2 separate regions of the Podarcis muralis genome follow, and region 1 is linked to region 2. The links are chromatin contacts, called in public Hi-C maps. All regions are on one chromosome and are shown on one strand. Each heading gives the region's core, a stretch centred on a gene start, on an enhancer-like site or on the middle of the called end of the contact. The rest is flanking DNA. Distances are from core to core; before and after follow the strand shown. Region 1 holds the start of MFAP2 (microfibril associated protein 2). Region 2 holds the start of CPLANE2 (ciliogenesis and planar polarity effector complex subunit 2).

Region 1 (4,708 bases), core at 853-3,352, 130 kb after region 2:
AACTAGGATGATCAAGAGCCTTATGAGGAGCGCTTGAAGGAGCTGGGTATGTTTAGCTTGGAAAAGAGGAGACTGAGAGGAGATATGATAGCGATCTTCAAATATCGTAAGGGCTGTCACTTGGAGGAGGGAGCATGCTTGTTTTCTCCTGCTCCGGAGGGTAGGACTGGAACCAATGGCTTCAAGTTGCAAGAAAGGAGATTCCAACTAAACATCTGAAAAAACTTTTTGACAGCAAGAGCTGTTCAGCATTGGAACAGACTCCCACGAGAGGTGATGGACTCTCCTTCCTTGGAGGCTTTTAAACAAAGGTTGAATGGCCATCTGTCATGGATACTTTAGCTGAGACTCCTGCATTGCAGGGGGTTGGGCTAGATGACCCCTGGGTACTTTCGAACTCTAAGATTCTATGATTCCATCATTTTCAAATAGTTTTAATTTAAAGCACAACAGGCAGTGAATTTCATCTCCCAAGAAACCATTTGTTGTTTAGTCGTTTAGTCGTGTCCAACTCTTTGTGACCCCCTGGACCAGAGCACGCCAGGCACTCCTGTCTTCCACTGCCTCCCACAGTTTGGTCAAACTCAGGCTGGCAGCTTCGAGAACACTGTCCCACCATCTCGTCCTCTGTCGTCCCCTTCTCCTTGTGCCCTCCATCTTTCCCAACATCAGGGTCTTTTTCAGGGAGTCTTCTCTTCTTATGAGGTGGCCAAAGTATTGGAGCCTCAGTTTCAGGATCTGTCCTTCCAGTGAGCACTCAGGGCTGATTTCCTTCAGAATGGAGAGGTTTGATCTTCTTGCAGTCCATGGGACTCTCAAGAGTCTCCTCCAGCACCATAATTTAAAAGCATCAATTCTTCGGCGATCAGCCTTCTTTATGGTCCAGCTCTCACTTCCATACATCACTACTGGGCAAACCATAGCTTTAACTATACAGGTACCTCGGGTTAAGTACTTAATTCGTTCCAGAGGTCTGTTCTTAACCTGAAACTGTTCTTAACCTGCAGCACCACTTTAGCTAATGGGGCCTTCTGCTGCCGCCGCGCCGTTGGGGCACGATTTCTGTTCTCATCCTGAAGCAAGGTTCTTAACCTGAAGCACTATTTCTGGGTTAGCAGAGTCTGTAACCTGAAGCGTCTGTAACCCGAGGTACCACTGTACAGACCTTTGTTGGCAAGGTGATGTCTCTGCTTTTTACGATGCTGCCTAGGTTTGTCATTGCTTTTCTCCGAAGAAGCAGGCATCTTTTAATTTCGTGGCTGCTGTCACCATCTGCAGTGACCATGGAGCCCAAGAAAGTAAAATCTCTGTGTGGTCATTATTGAGCTGTGATTCCTGTATTGCAGGTAGGGTTGCCACCCACCCTGTAGTATACAGGATTGTCCCTTATTTCAATGTAAAACGATTCAATACAGGGCACACTTTGTCCTGTATTTTCCCTATTTCTGCCCTGCGGCTGTTGCTGCTCCCCCTGCCTCTCACTCCTTTCCTTTCCTTTTTTCGCCTCATTCCATCTTCTCATCTGATCCCAAGGTGGAGCAAACCAGGGCAAGGCTTTGAGGTTGTCCTTTCCAGTCGAATCCCCGCGGCGGGGTGCGCTCCCGTTGCTCGGTCCCAGCGCCTGCCAACCTAGCAGTTCGAAAGCACCCCCGGGTGCAAGTAGATAAATAGGGACCGCTTACTAGCGGGAAGGTAAACGGCGTTTCCATGTGCGGCTCTGGCTCGCCAGAGCAGCGATGTCACGCTGGCCATGTGACCCGGAAGTGTCTGCGGACAGCGCTGGCTCCCGGCCTATAGAGCGAGATGAGCGCACAACCCTAGAGTCTGTCAAGACTGGCCCGTACGGGCAGGGGTACCTTTACCTTTACCTTTTCCAGTCCCCTGTAGCCATCCACCTGGCAGCACCAGGCCCTGTCCCTTCCGAGGCTCCAGCAACAAGTCGTTCTGTGTCAGTGTAGCCCAGAAGCCTCCGTTCTGAACATGATCTGCATGATATTTGAGAGAGGAGGCGGGCGGGGGAGAAGTAACTCCTTCCAACCACCCTTTCTCCCTCTCCTTCAGAAATTTAACACGTGGAAGAAAGCTCATCCCCTCATCAGAATATGCCCCCGCCTACTGCATGCATTGTTGCACAGGACTGCGTATGTGTGGAAAAGGTCGTATATTCCAGCTCCGGATAGCAAAGCACAGATTTACAATATTATGTGCGTGTGACAAATGTCAGAGGGGCCATGCAGTTAGGCTGCAGTAGACTGCAATGGATTGCTCTGAAGTCATTTCAGCACCAGGTGGAAAAAGAAAAGCACGCCAACACCGCTATCTTGTCCTATACAGTGGAACCTCGGGTTACAGACGCTTCAGGTTACAGACGCTTCAGGTTACAGCCTCCGCTAACCCAGAAATAGTACAGTCATAAGGTAAAGGTAAAGGGACCCCTGACCATTTGGTCCAGTCGTGACTTGACTCTGGGGTTGCGGCGCTCATCTCGCTTTATTGGCCGAGGGAGCCGGCGTACAGCATGACTAAGCCGCTTCTGGTGAGCCAGAGCAGCGCACGGAAACGCCGTTTACCTTCCCACCAGAGCGGTACCTATTTATCTACTTGCACTTTGACGTGCTTTCGAACTGCTAGGTTGGCAGGAGCACAGTCATACCTCGGGATAAATACGATTCAGGTTGAGCGCTTTTGGGTTGTGCTCCACGGCAACCCGGAAGTAAAGGAGCGCGTTACTTCTGAGTTTCGTCGCTCGTGCATGCGCAGACGGTCAAAATGACGTCACGCGCATGCACGGAAGCGCCGAAACGTGACCCGCGGAGTCGCGTCTTACGTTCTGTTCGGGATGTGAACGGGGCTCCGGAACGGATCCCGTTCGCATCCTGAGGTACCACTGTACTTGGGTTAAGAACTTTGTTTCAGGATGAGAACAGAAATCGTGCAGCAGCGGCGTAGGGTCAGCAGGAGGCCCCATTAGCTAAAGTGGTACCTCAGGTTAAGAACAGTTTCAGGTTAAGAACGGACCTCCGGAACGAATTAAGTACTTAACCCGAGGTACCACTGCGTTTTGCCAGAACAAAGGTCGCAACCCCAATTGCAGGGGTTTGGACCAGATGACCACTCTGCGATTCTGTTTCCCAACCTTGGGCCTCCAGCTGTTTTTGGACTACAACTCCCATCATGCCTAGCTAGCAAGACCAGTGGTCAGGGATGATGGGAATTGTAGTTCAAAAACAGCTGGAGGCCCAAGGTTGGGAAACACTGGATTAGACAAATTTCTGGGGGAGAGGGCAGCCAACAGCTACAAGCCGCGATGGCTCTGCTCTGCCTCCACAGTCGGGAGGCTGCCCGTTGCTGGAACGACTCAGGAAGGCGGCGGGTCGGGAGAATCGCAGCAGCCTTCTCGGTGCTCAACACGCGTCCACCCATTTACACGTGAACGTAGCACGTGGCGCACCCACCAGGCGACCGTCGGGACCCCCCGATCCTCGGAGCTCCGTGACCCTCCCTGGGACCCCCCGACACACCCACGGCAACCTTTGAGCAGGGGCAGGGAGCGCGCACGCACGAGCCCCTTAACCCGGGAGCAAGGGGAGGTCTCGTTCATGGCCGCAGTCAGGAGTAATTCAGCTCTTGCGCTTTCTTGTGTCTACGTTCTCCTCCTCCTCCCGCCACCCTCAACATGGCGGCCGCACTAGTCCCACTACGGCCGACGTCGAAAGCCCCACTCTCGCGTCAGGCGCTCCAAACGCCGCGGGACCGCCTCCTCCCGCGCGCACCTACGTGCTTGCGTACCCACGGCCACTCCCAACAAGGCGCCTTCCCCCGTCGCCTCTCTCAATATGTCCGCAGACCGGAAGCGGGCCTTACGGCCCCTCCCCTTCCGGAAGCAGCTGTCAGGGTGTCCGCTCAGAGGGCGCAAGATGGCAGCGGGTTCTGTGACCGTGGCGGTGGCGGCGGCGTTGGCGGCTGAGCGGGCGGCGGGCGCATCCTTGTCCTTTCGGCGAGGCCCGGCGGGGGCGCTGCGGTTGCTGCAGGCGAGCGAGACCGGAGTGTCCGGGAGGGGGGAGGGGCTCCGCAGCGGTTGGCCTCGGGAGGCGGCTAGTCCTCAGTGAGGAAGAGGAGGAAGGTGCCGGCCAGTCCTGTCCTCCGCCGTCCTGGCTCCGAGGAACGTGGCTGCCTGGGCGGCTGCTTGCAGCGGCGAGGGGCTGAAGGGGGCAGAGGCTGATGCCTGGGCATCTCCGCCCAGGGCTGCCAGATTGAATAAAATTTGGAGGGGGCATTGAATGGCAATGTTCATCGACTTGGGGGGAGGGAGCGAAGGGACCTTGGCCCCTAGGAGTTGGCTCCTATGTCTTCATTCTCGAATGGGGGGGGGCAGCTGCAGCGGCGGGAAGGAGGGAGCAGCGGCCGTAGCCTACCAGGCAATGAAGGAGGGCAAGGTGCCCCTACCAACTGTGTCTGCATTGCTTCAAGCAAGGCACCCTCAGTCCAAGTCCCCCCACCCGCAGTGCAAAAGAGACATAATGTTGATGGTAGTAAACTCTGGCTGGCCCCAAGCGCACACTTGTCTCAGAGATGGAACTGTGTGCCCTGCTGTGCATGCCTCTTGCTCATGGCTTGGGTCTCCTTTCCTTCTTCCTTGGTGTACAGGTTTGCCGCAGGGCACACGCAGCAGCTGCTGCCGCCGCGCCTGACACACAGACAGCCACTC
Region 2 (5,217 bases), core at 1,988-4,487:
ATCAACAATATAAAAGTTAAACAGAAATCCACTCAACAGTTACAATAAATAATATCTAAACTATAATCAATAGAACAACGGCAAGCCACATTACATAAAACAATACAATACCCATTGAGAAGCAGAGACTAGAGAGTAGAGCAAGGCAGGTGGAAGGAGGCCTTTCCTGATGGAGTCTCTCCCCGCACCCCAGGAAACTGCAGGCAGGAAAGCAGTGTGTGTGCAGTGTGATCCCAGAACATGTATTGGGGGGGGGGGAAATTCGGAAGAAAGGTGTTGAAAGCTCAAGCTTAGTGGTTTCCGCCCTAACCGCCTGCCCACCCCTACATTCTCCAGTAAAACAGAGGCTGGTGGAGATGGAAATGTACTCTGCACATGCTCAGAAACATCCCTTCTCCACTATTCCTTCCTGGAGGAAGCCTCAGAAAGGAATCCCCTGCAGCCAAGAAGAACTGGGTTGGCCCTATCATTACGCAGAGAGCGAGGCATCTGCCAGGAGTCTCCTAAGCTGCTGCTGCCACCTTGTCCCATTGCCTGAGATTCAACAACCAGCTGAGCCAGATCCTGCACAGGGAACAGGGTGGGAATCCTGCCTCTCAAGTGCCTCAGGCAGAAGAATACCTTGAGCTGGTCCTGGTTGAGGAGGCACCCCTGCACAGAGAGGAAGTAGGGACGAATCAGGACAGCCTGCATCTGGATCAGGCCAGTGGCCCACCTGGCCCAGCACTCAGATAGACACAGGTGTCACAGCACTTTGCCAGCACCTGTGATTCCAGGCATGAGGCGTCTGACAGAGGAGAGACAGAGACCCATTGGTAGCCTTGCCCTCCATGAAAAAAGGGTGTAGCCAGGGGGGGAGCTGCCGCCCCCCCCGGCAATCAAGTAAATAAATAAAATAAATAAAAATACTTAAATAAAAGTAGAAATAATCGGAATATTTAAAACTGAAATGCTCACAAAGAGCAGTTGAAGGAGATGAACGTACCAGACCTAGTAAAAGAGGCAAAAATCTTTTACCGTACCACAAAAAAGGCTCTGCTCATTTCTCTTGCTCAGCCATGCAGCAGCAGCAGTAGAGAGGTCCTTCAGTACTTGTGGGGAGTAAAGACCAGGTCAAGAATGATGGGGGAGTGTCTCAATGGGCTACGCTTGCTGAATGTGCACAGAAAAACTGCACTGGAAGAAAAAGAAGGAATTTGAGAAGGAAGTACAGTACTGAAAAGGTTTCCAGCCAATCCAAGAAAACTTGCTTTATCTTAAGATGCAAACAGGCGGATTCTTTGTCAATTTTGCAAAATATATTCGTTAACTGCATGGAAGGTACTCCCTGGTGTTATTACTCTATTTAACTTCCTAGTTTTCAACCGACTGAAGATTTGGACAGATTTTTATGAGCACTTGGGATCAAAAGAAAGTAATTTAGAACGGCCTCAGTCCTGTATACCTGAAGGAGCGTCTCCACCCCCATCATTCAGCCCAGACACTGAGATCCAGCGCCGAGGGCCTTCTGGCGGTTCCCTCGCTGTGAGAAGTGAGGTTACAGGGAACCAGACAGAGGGCCTTCTCGGTAGTGGCACCCGCCCTGTGGAACGCCCTTCAGATGTGAAGGAAATAAGTAGCTATCTTATCTTTAAAAGACATCTAAAGGCAGCCCTGTTTAGGGAAGTTTTTAATATTGAATGCTGTACTGTTTTTAACACTCGATTGGAAGCCAGCCAGATGGGCGGGGTATAAATAATAATAATAATAATAATAATAATTATTATTATTATTATTATTATTATTACTGTTGTTGAGACATTTCATTCCAAATCTGCGAGACAGAGGATGATGGCAGGCGGGCTTCCTGCTTCCTGCCCCATCTCACCCCACCCCTCAATACCAATCCTGGCTAGGCAAAAAGGAGCCCTCTAAGGGGAGAGTGCAAAATATGGTTTGAAGCTCAACATCAAAAAACTAAGATCATGGCCACTGGTCCCATCACCTGCCAAATAGAAGGGGAAGAAATGGAGGCAGTGAGAGATTTTACTTTCTTGGGCTCCATGATCACTGCAGATGGTGACAGCAGTCACAAAATTAAAAGACGCCTGCTCCTTGGGAGAAAAGCAATGACAAACCTAGACAGCATCTTAAAAAGCAGAGACATCACCTTGCCAACAAAGGTCCGTATAGTAAAAGCTATGGTTTTCCCAGTAGTGATGTATGGAAGTGAAAGCTGGACCATAAAGAAGGCTGATCGCCGAAGAATTGATGCTTTTGAATTATGGTGCTGGAGGAGACTCTTGAGAGTCCCACGGACTGCAAGAAGATCAAACGTATCCATTCTGAAGGAAATCAGCCCTGAGTGCTCACTGGAAGGACAGATCGTGAAGCTGAGACTCCAAGACTTTGGCCACCTCATGAGAAGAGAAGACTCCCTGGAAAAGACCCTGATTTGGGAAAGATGGAGGGCACAAGGAGAAGGGGACTACGGAGGACAAGATGGTTGGACAGTGTTCTCGAAGCTACCAGCATGAGTTTGACCAAACTGCGGGAGGCAGTGGAAGGCAGAAGTGCCTGGCCTGCTCTGGTCCATGGGGTCACGAAGAGTCGGACACGACTAAACAACAACAACAAAAGTTTTCAAACGACTGAAGATTTGGACGGATTTTTCTGAGCACTTGGGATCAAAAGAAAGTAATTTAGAACTACTGTGGTTGAGAAGTTTCATTCCGAATCTAAGAGACAGGGGATGATGGCAGGTGGGCTTCCTGCCCCATCTCACCCCACCCCTCAACATCCATCTTGGCTAGGCAGAAAGGAGCCCTCTAAGGGGAGGCGGCCGTTCCCAGCCCCGCAGCACAAACCTCCCAAGACCCAAACCCCGCATGCAAAAAAGCACCCGATCCCTGGACCCTGGTATGGCCGCCTTAGCCCTGCCAGGCCCGGGGCAAAGGGTACCCAGCTGCCCCGACCTCCGCAGGGACCCCCGGCGTGTGTATGCGTTTTCCGACCCACCGATCCTCCCCACCCTCGCGAGGTCGCCTGCTCAGCCCACGAAAGGCAACCTCGTCCCTTCGCGTGCTGCCCCTTTAAGAAGGTGCGCCGCTTCCCTCCCCGCCGTACCTGGGCAGACATTTCCGCCCCGCTTGCGTCTGGCGTCACCACGTAAACGAAGGGTTCCGCCCCGGCCCCGCCCCCCAGCCGTCCACCAAAGAGCTACGAAAGGGGAAGAGAGGCGCATCCTTTCCCCATCTCATTCAAGGGCGAGAAAGTGGTCCTGCCGTAGCGGCGCAGGAATCACTGCAAGATTTGCGGGGATTTGCGGCTGGGCAAGAAATGAGTCGCTGCTCTTGCCCGCTTGCTTGTGTAGATAGCGGGTTGTTTTTGTTTTTCAGTTGTTAAGCATTTAAGCCGCCCAGAGTGGCTGGGGAAACCCAGCAAGATGGGCGGGGTACTAATAATAATAATAATAATAATAATAATAATAATAATAATAATAATAATTTAAGGTGGCAGCCATGGGCGTAGCCAGGATTTTATGTGTGTGTTGGGGGCATAGCTGTCAACGTTTTCCTTTTTTTTAAAGGGAAATTCCCTTATTCCGAATAGGATTCCTCGAAAGAAAAAGGAAAAGTTGACAGCTATTGGGGGGGGGGGGCAGGCAAAGTTGTTGAGCATCTTTTTTAGGAAATCTTTGGGAAATCGCGGGTAAAAATACCCTGTAAATAGGACATTGCGGAGGACTATTAACGAAATCTTGGGCCCCCTCCAAAAGGATGCCCAAGTTTTGCGCTCGTTTTGCGCCACGAATACCTTTATATTGGTACTGGACACCTTTTGCCAATGTCCCTGCCCCCCCCAACCCCACGACTCTCGGAGCTGCCCCAGCATCGAAAGGGGACTTCTGCAGAGCAACGCACACACCGGAGCAAGCAAAGAGGACTTGATTTATTTTTATTTTTAATTTAATTGCAAAAAAATCCATCAGGGAGTAGGGGGGTGGGGTGGTAACCTGGAACAAAAGGAAAATGAAATCTACACAGATCCCTTTTCACTTTCCTTTTCTTAAATATCACGCACGATCCACTTCCATTCTTACACCGGGGGTGAGGGAGTCTACAAGGACGAGCGGGGGAGGCGGGTGGGGCGCGTCTTGGGCGCACCTGAGTCATTTTCGAGCAACGGGAGGGGCAAGAACGCATCTTGCCATCTTACACGCAGGTCATGATGTGGATTTTGCTGGTGGGGGACGTGGAAGATGGGCGGGGCCTTTCTGCCATTCATAAGTCAGGAAATCAGGGTGGAGAGACTTAGATCACAGGATCTCTGCCACGGGTGGGACCCCCACAAATCAAGCACCCACAGGACCGGTTTCCCCAGGGTGCATTGCAAGCCCGGATAAGGCGTTGGGATCACGATTGCAGCCCCGCAGGCGGCACTGCCTCCCTCTTGTAGGGCAGAAGTGAGCGGTGGGGGGCATTGCCACTCCAGCCAGTAGCGCCAGGGAGCCACCAGCAATGGCTGCGTCTCTGCTTCCATCAGGCGAATACAAAATAAAAGCAGCTCCCCCCCCCCCAAAAAAAAAACAAGGACTAAAGGCATTTGAAGGGAGGCGGTTGTGAAATACGGAAGAGCCTAGTAGGTGAAGATGTTGCCCAAAACATAATGCTGGATTTCTTGGCCGCGGGGGGGGGGGGGAGAGGAGGAAGAGAACACCTACATTTTGTTGGGGGGGCAGTTGTGGCAATTTAGCAACAATTAAGAAAGCTTAGAGCTTCATCTTTGCAATGCAAAGGACAATTTTGCCAAGTGCTTTCGAGGTGGAGGGGAGGGCGATTATGCCCCCACTTCTGTTAAGTCAAAAGCATGTTTTAAGTGTAGTTCAGGAAGGTGGGATTTCAATCAGCTGGTATCATATGGGGTGGGGGTGGCAGTGATAGAACCTGGACTCCCCACCCCATCCCTGTCTTGCTCAGCGCGCAGAGCCAGGAAAACGGAGCTTTTGGAGCTTTCTTTTTATCCTTTCTGGTCCTAGAAATAGGGAAGATGAAAAGTGCTCGGGACATCCGGCAAGACAGGTGGCCAGAAGCAAACGCATAGACCACTGAAAGCAGCCAGTGGCCTCTAGGGACGGCCTTCCCACCTGCCCACCATCTCGGGTGAAGGGTGGCCTGAATTTTGGCCTGGAGCACTGCTAGAAAACCTGGAGAAGCCACTATGATTGCTGACAATTGA

The links. A called contact is a pair of places that touch in the nucleus more often than the background predicts.
Region 1: a Hi-C map of tail shows a contact between it and region 2, with 4 times the contacts expected there. The contact joins the promoter of MFAP2 here to the promoter of CPLANE2 in region 2. A contact is called at or near these places in 2 of 3 Hi-C or Micro-C datasets (blood and tail).

The regions. Positions count from the first base shown.
Region 1 is chr7:8,062,626-8,067,333 of rPodMur119.hap1.1, forward strand. It overlaps MFAP2 (microfibril associated protein 2), which reads right to left and starts at 2,103. Exons shown (of 9, transcript XM_077931155.1): 1 at 1,869-2,103. The coding sequence starts at 2,088. SDHB (succinate dehydrogenase complex iron sulfur subunit B) reads left to right here and starts at 3,822. Exons shown (of 8, transcript XM_028741361.2): 1 at 3,822-4,031; 2 at 4,648-4,708. The coding sequence starts at 3,837.
Region 2 is chr7:7,929,198-7,934,414 of rPodMur119.hap1.1, forward strand. CPLANE2 (ciliogenesis and planar polarity effector complex subunit 2) reads right to left here and starts at 3,238. Exons shown (of 6, transcript XM_028741377.2): 1 at 3,106-3,238. The coding sequence starts at 3,223.